2 separate regions of the Nomascus leucogenys genome follow, and region 2 is linked to region 1. Evidence: chromatin contacts called from public Hi-C data. All regions are on one chromosome and are shown on one strand. Each heading gives the region's core, a stretch centred on a gene start, on an enhancer-like site or on the middle of the called end of the contact. The rest is flanking DNA. Distances are from core to core; before and after follow the strand shown.

Region 1 (3,860 bases), core at 1,314-3,813:
AAGGGAGGGTGGGCTCTCCTGTGCCATCCTCTGTTCCTGTACAGAGCCCAGGGCTCCTGGGGAGGGGGCTCCTAGAACAGAGAGAGGGGAGACACACAGGCCTCCCCATCTCCCTCTCCAGAGGCCCAGCCCAAATCCCCCTTCTCTGAGAAGCCTGTGCATCTCCACCTGATGGGAGCCAGCTCTGGCCCCCTTGCCACAGCCGCCGCTCCTACCAGAGCTGGGACCAGGAATCCTCTCCTCTGCCGTCGTGGCTGATCCAGCACACCCGGCAGGCGGTCAGTGTGTGTCCCAGGCACCTGGCTGGGCTGTGCAGCACCACTTCATGCTGTCCTGTGGGGTGAGCACCCTGCGACAGGTAGGGAAACTGAGGTACAGATGGGACGTGACTTGTCCAAGGTCAGGCAGTGCAGGACTTGGGACCCAGTCTTGGCTTCACCATCTTAACTCTGACACGATCCTGTCTCCCTTTGCGGGGCGACTCTTCAAGGACAAGAATGTGTCACCTTTGTTATTCCTTCCCCAGCCCTAAACCCTAGGTGTCGGCAGTAGGAGCTCAGTCAACATTCACTGAGTTAAACCGAAGCAAACCCCAGCGGGGTTCTCGGTGCTGGCCGCAGAGAAGAATCACAGGCGGCAGAACCACCTGTCGGGGCGGGGCCCAGGCATTGATAACCTCCCCACTCCAGGCAATTTTGAGTGCGGCAGGTGGAGACCACATCATCTGCAGAAGCCCCTTTTGGGGGTCCTTTCCCAGCAGATCATGAGGGCCGGAGGGGCAGCAGTCTGTTCCTGGGGTGTTTGCACCCTCCCGGAACTCAGCCCTGCACCATGACCTGGCCTGGCCTCTGGGTATTATGAGCACTGGGAAGGCAGGGAGAGCTCACCAGATCCCCCAGGGATTTCCCCTACAATGACCTTTTTAATAACATGAAAATCCTGCTGTCCATTGATGAACCTGGGTCCACTGTCTCCCGGAAAAAGTGAGTGCCCTGAAAACAAGCAAGGCAATGCTCTTTCCTTCTTCCCCCTTCGCTGGCCTCAGTGGGAGTGGCACATCAGAGGTGAGGGGCCCTCAAATCCATCCACAAAGGGCTTGCTGAGCGCAAAGGCGGGGCCCGGGAGTCACAGGGCAGGACACATCCTGGTGCTCAGCAAGTGCACCATCGGGCTCCCGTGGGTCACTCGGGGAAGGGCAGTTTGTGGACGCACCCTTGGAGGCTCAGGGCCGCCCTGCACACACCACCAGGGACCCCAGCTGGAGGTTAAATCCGAGCAGCCAGGAGCTCCCATTTCTCGGGGTGATAAACCAAGTCCACCCTTCAGACAGAGACTCCTGGAAGGGTCAGTGGGGGTCATCAAAATGCTTCCCTGGACAAGAAACACGGAGAACACAAAATCTAGGAGCCCGTTTTCCTGGAATGAGATTAGTCTCTTGCCCACCACCAGCCAGTCCACTGCAGGAGGTTGGGGGGTTGGAGGGTGCTGCGGATGCCAAGGGCGGAGGCTTAGGGTCCTGGGAGTGGGTTAATTACCAGCTGTACCAGGGATACTGGAGTAATCTCTGATAGGCACCAGAAACGTTGAGTGTTAGTTTCTTCCTCTGGAAAATGGATATAATCATCGCTGTCTCATCCGACATGTTGTTATAAAACAATTCCTGAGATGTAGTCTTTAGTTTTTAAAAGAGTATGCTGGGCAAAGGTGGAGAGTCAGTTCCTGTTTGTGTTAAAAATGTGGCTGAGTGCAGTGGCTCACGCCTGTAATCCTGACACTTTGGGAGGCCAAGGAAGGCAGATCACTTGAGTCCAGGAGTTTGAGACCAGCCTGGCCAACATGGCGACACCTGGTATCTAAAAAAATACAAAATATTAGCTGGACCCATGCTTGTGGCCCAGCTACTTAGGAGGCTGAGTTGGGAGGATCACTTGAGCCCTGCGGGGGCAGGGGTCTCAGTGGGTTGAGATTGTGCCACTGCACTCCAGCCTGGGTAACAGAGCAAGACCCTGTCTCCAAAAAAAAAAAAAAACAAAAAACAAAAAAAAAGCTTAGCTCCAGAGAGAAAAATTCTGAAAGGATACCTACAAAAGTGTTCACAATAGATCAATAGATGCCAATGGATAGGAGAGGCTCTTTTGTATTATTTGATTTTAAAAATCAATTATGTGTACCATGTTTTTACTAACATTTTCAATCAATTCATTTCATCCACTTATTAAAATGTAGTTAATAATTTTTAGGGGAGAAAGCAAAAAGGAAATACAAGGAATCTCTGCGTTTCAGGGGCTGTGAGAGCCGTGGGGTCCTGACTCACTCAGAGCTGCCTGTCTCCGAGGCTGATCCGGGATGGAGCGGCCTGGGGCTCTCTTGTCATGGGACCAGGGGTGTTCTGAGGGATCCTGGCTGGGAGGCTGAGATGGACACCGCGCCCTGGTCCCGCAGCCCCACATGGCTCCTGCACCCTACACCAGGCCAGGCTAGGAGGGCGACTGACACACGTCCGCTCCCCAGTAGAGGACCCGTAACCAGAACTGGAATCCGCCCTTACCGCTTGCTGCCAAAACAGCGGGGGCTGAACTGACCTCTCACCTTTGGGAGAGAAGAGCTGTCTGGGAGCTTGACAAAGGCATGCAGGAGAGAACAGGAGCAGCCAGAGCCGGGAGGGAGAGCCTTCCCCAAGCAAACAATCCCGAGCAGCTGTGCAAACACCGGTGCATAAATGAGGCCTCCTGGACCATGAAGCGAGTTCCGAGCTGCATCCCAGAGCCCACAGTGGTCATGGCGGCCAGAGCGCTCTGCATGCTGGGGCTGGTCCTGGCCTTGGTGTCCTCCAGCTCTGCCGAGGAGTACGTGGGCCTGTGTGAGTACTGCTCTGACTGTTCTGGTGGCAGGGTGGGCGTGAAGGGAAGGGATCCAGGGTAAGGGGGGATTCTGCATTCATTTAATAATGGCCACCTGTCACATATACACTTTTTCCTGCGCTAGCCCTATGAAGTGGGTCTTTATTGTCCCCATTTCACAGACAAGGAAACCGAGGCTCAGAGAAAGTTAACAACTTATCTAAGACAGCCCTGCCCGGTCCGTGTTGAAATCAGGGTTTGAGCCTGAGCCCATCCCCTATGACCCCATAGCCATCTTTGGCGGAGATTTCTAAATTACAATATAGGTCTTTATGCATTATTTCCACATTTACAAAGAAAAAGGAAAGATGCAGGAGAAAACCCTGACTTCAGAACACTTTCAATACCTGCAGGCACACGGTTCACTTAGCCATCGCATAGCAACCCTACGGCAGGGGAGTGGCTGTTTGAAGGAATGAGGGTATGGCTTTTACCCAGGTGTCTTCTGAGCAGGGTCAAAGGCAGCGGTTTCCCGAACTTGCAGCCCATTAGAATCACCTGGAGAGCCTTAACAATCCTAATGCCTGGGGCACACCAGTTACATCAGGGCATCTCCGGGCGAGAGCCAGGCCTCAGTTGTTTTGTTCTGAGATAGCCTCGCTTTGTCACTCAGGCTGGAGTGCAGTGGCACAATCTCGGCTCACTGCAACCTCTGCCTCCTGGGTTCAAGCAATTCTTGTGCCTTGGCTTCAAGTAGCTGGGATTACAGGCATGCACCACCATGCCCAGATAATTTTTTGGATTTTTAGTAGAGACGGAGTTTCGCTATGTTGGTCAAGCTGGTCTCAAACTCCTGGCCTCAAGTGATCCTCCTGCCTTGGCCTCCCAAAGTGCTGGAATTACAGGTGTAAGCCACCACGCCCAGCCAACGTCAGTCATTTTTAAAGCTCTGCAGCTGATTCCAGTGTGAGCGAAGTTTGGACGCCACGAGGATAAGCAACTACGCACTGGGAGCAATAG
Region 2 (3,836 bases), core at 1,033-3,532, 120 kb before region 1:
TTTGAATATTGTTTGTTTGTTTTAAAAAGACCTTGGTATTCCACTCTGAGTTTCAATTAGGACAGCTGGGAGCAGCGGAGAGTCGGAGTTGGGGGAAGAGCTCAGCCCAGTGGCTGGAAGTCTAGTGCACTTGGTTTTTGTACTGGGAATGCTCACTTCCCATTTCGCTGGGAAGATGTGCAGATGAGGGCTTCTGTCACCAAAGGCTGAAGTTCTGATGATCTAATGAGGGCGGCATTTGGCCACAGGATTTGAGGCTCCTCCTTGTGGCCTTTTCTGTCCTGGGTGCTCACTTGGTTTTTATCAGCTGCGGCTGCCATGAGCTTAGTCCACTGGCTCTGCAGACCAGAAAGGCTGTGGTTTTCTGTTTTCCTTTGGTCACTTGTCATGGCTACGGGTCCACAGCCTTCATGACAGAAGCTCCCTGCTGCCCTCCTTTCTTCCAAGTGTCAACTCCCTTCCAGAATTGGTTGCATCTTGTTCACTCTCCGCTGGCATCAGGCAGTTACTTTTTGTAATTTCTCCAGCATGGACAGCTGCTGTCTGCAGAAGGGTTGGCTCTGGCAGGAGCTGACCAGATACGGAGCCTACAGCATGTGACTCTGGGTAGAGAAAAGTTTCGATCACCAAATGTCTTTATCATAAGCTGAATTATTAAGATATTCATCTTGATCTAAAAATGTGCGTGATTCCTGTTTCAGATATCCCTACCACCTGGGGCTATTCCCAGCCTTTGGCAGCTCTCTTAAGTCTCCTTGGCGTCAGCATCCTCAGAGCAGGCCCCCTGCCAGTGTAATCGTCCGATGGGCTCTTCCTGTGCACTGCACAGACAAAATCAATTTACCGAGGCCACGGCAGTAGAGAAAAGGTGTCACTGACATGAGGCTGGCCCACGCAGAAGAACTGGAGTTACTACTCAAATCATTCTTCCCAAAGGCTCGGACACTAGGGTTTTTATGGACAGTTTGGTGGGCAGGAGGCTAGGGAATGGGTGCTGCTTATTGGTTAGGGATGAAATCTCAGGGGTGCAGAAAATGGTCCTCATGTGCTGAGTCCACATCTTGGTGGGGCCACAAGACCGGTTGAGTCGTGAGTCCCAGATCCCCAAAGGGTCAGTCTGGAAAAATAATAATAATTAAAAAAAAAACCACTTAGGTTTTACAATAGTGATGTTATTTATAGAAGCAATTGGGAAAATCACAAATCCCCACATGGCCCCTGGAAAGAGGGGATTATAGAAACTATGCCTACATTTTAGCAGAATTCAGGTCCCTCCTATAATCCTATCCTTGTGGCCTTTCGTTAGTCTTACGAGGTGGCTTTCAGTTCCTGAGCACGGATGGAGTTAGTTTTAGGAAGGGACGGTTATCCTCCTTGCTTTCAAGTTAAACTATAAGTTCTCCCCAAAGTTAGCTTGGCCTATGCCCAGGAATGACCAAGGATGGCGTGGTAGTGAGAAGCAAGATAGAGTCAATGATGTCAGACTTCTCTTACTGTCATAGCATACTGCAAAGGCAGTTTCACTGGAGCCTGTCTAGGGGATATCTAGCACCACCCTGCCTCAATGCCTTCTTGAGCGGGGGTTTTGGGACCTCCACCTTGGAGAAACCCTTCAACTCCACCTGCTCTTCCCCCAGCTGGTGTGAGGGCTGGCCTTGACCCCGGATAACTTCTCTGTTCTCCTGCCCTGAGATCGCAGCCTCAGGGGACACTCTCGTTGGGTCTGCACACAGCAGTTTGTGGTTATGGTGGCGGTTTTGAGTGGGCAAGTGGATAGTGGAGAAAGGGGAGGAACTGTGGTCAGGGCACCATTAATAGAGGGAGGCAGGGAAGGGACAGAAGGTAGAAAAGGGTGGAGAAAGAAAGGCGGAGGGTGAAGGAAGCTGCTGCTGCTATCTGAAATCATGGTGGAGTCACGGTTCAGGGTTAAGAATAGTTCTGGTCAGAAATATCGTTATAATTAAACATTAATCAGGCTGCACTTTGACCCACTTCCTTGTAAGGGAAAGTCCCATAGCATGAGATACCAACCACCTGCACCTCACTGTCCCTCTAGACAGGAACTTCCCTGCTGTTAGAATCCTAAGGCTTCTGTTTAAGAATTGCTTAAGCAGATCCTGAATTCCAGCAGAACAGCTGATGCCAATTGGTTTGAAGATCCCTACAACAGGAGCCGAGACAGCATGAGAACACCACTTTTTCCATCTCCCTGTCCACGGCCTCATTCCACTCTCCAACCTATCAACCCTCTCCACACTGCAGCCTACGCTAAAAACCCTTAAAAACCCTAGCCCCACACTCCTTGGGGAGATGGAGTTGAGGTTTCCTGCCATCTCCTCTTCTGGTAGCCCCACGATTAAGCCTCTTTCTCCGCTGTAGCCTGGGGTCTTGGCATATTGATTTGCAGAGTGCATCAGGCAATGGACCTGTTACAGGTACAGGGGAATCACACTGTGCGAATGCTTTTCTTTCTTTTTTATTCTTTCTTCTTTTTTTTTTTTTTTTTTTTAGAGATGGGGTCTCACTCTGTTGCCCAGGCTGGAGTGCAGTGGTGTAATCACAGCCCACTATAGCCTCAACCTCTTAATTCAAGAGATCCTACAACCTTAGTCTCCTGAGTACTTGGGACTATAGATGAATACCACCACACCAGGCTCATTTTTTTGTTTTTTGTAAAGACACGGTCTTGCTATGTTGCCCAAGGTGGTCTTAAACTCCTGGGCTCAAGCGATCCTCCCGCCTTGGCCTCCCAAAGTGCTGGGATTACAGCCATGAGCCACCAAACCCAGCTGAATACTTTTATTTCTAAACCTAAAGTAGCATGCAGCACTGGAATTCTGGAAGACCTCAAGCAGGATTACAGACCCCAGGCCCTGCTGGAGCTGGTCAGCCACTGCTCTCCTAAGTCACTCTTCCTTAGTGACACATGAGGGCTGCTGGCCTGTGTTTACTGCTGTCCCTGTCCACCGCTGCTGCTCTGTGGTTTACAGAGACAAGCGTCATTGCAGCGCCCACGTCATCGCGCCTTCCCCATCTCCACCTTGCTGCGCTCCTGCCTCACACTCACATGTGGTGCCCTCGCCCGACCTGACCCGTACTTTCTGCCCCATACTCCTCTTTTCCTCAGCCACTTCCTTCCATTTCACCCTGCACAGAGGCCTTCCCCGCCTCTAGACTCTTTAAGGCCTCTCTGGTGTCCTCTTTCCTAGCTCTTTTGTTTTTCTGTATGCTGTTAAACCAGGTTTAGCCTCCGTACATATTTAAGTTCAGCCTAAAGATTTATCTGTAAGTCGTCAACACTAACAATAGGAGGTGTAAGCAGATTGGCCTACACCTGTGCCAATCACCGAGTCTTGGCCAATCAAATGCAACCAACTGTTCGAACTGTATCCAAATAAGGCAAATGTCAAGCCGTAATCAATCCAGCTGCATCCCTACCTCACTTCTGTTTTCTGTACGTCACTCTCCTTTTTCTGTCCATAAATATGCTTCCATCATGTGGCTGGAGTCTCTAAGCCTACCCTGGCTCAGAAGGCTGCCTGATTCACAAATCATTCATTGCTCAATTAAACTCCTTTAAATTTAATTTGGCTGAAGTTTTTTTTTTTTAACCAATGCCACTTACCATAATTTGCAATTCATCCAGTCAATAACTATTTCTGGAAAGCTAAGGGTGTGCCAGCCACTGTGCCTGGGGCTGGGGTAGGCCAGGGAAGCCCTCCAAGGATTCGTTATTCGGACCCTGTATTAGAAAGTTGGTAGAGAAGCAAAAGTGGTCAGACTGCCTTGAAAATATTTGCCACAAACGCACCATTTAAAGGCTGCACCCTCACTGA

The links. A called contact is a pair of places that touch in the nucleus more often than the background predicts.
Region 2: a Hi-C map of an unstated tissue shows a contact between it and region 1, with 2.2 times the contacts expected there. The contact joins the enhancer-like site here to the promoter of TFF3 in region 1. A contact is called at or near these places in 3 of 4 Hi-C or Micro-C datasets (a lymphoblastoid cell line and an unstated tissue).

What each region holds. Positions count from the first base shown.
Region 1 is chr25:27,364,301-27,368,160 of Asia_NLE_v1, reverse strand. It overlaps TFF3 (trefoil factor 3), which reads left to right and starts at 2,563. Exons shown (of 3, transcript XM_003280666.4): 1 at 2,563-2,860. The coding sequence starts at 2,629.
Region 2 is chr25:27,484,592-27,488,427 of Asia_NLE_v1, reverse strand. No RefSeq gene overlaps it. Among named protein-coding and RNA genes, the nearest start is that of RSPH1, 31 kb to the left of the region's middle. Within about 2 kb of position 2,282, the one cell type or tissue checked has an H3K27ac peak away from gene starts, as active enhancers do. A contact at or near this core is called in a lymphoblastoid cell line, where this site is marked.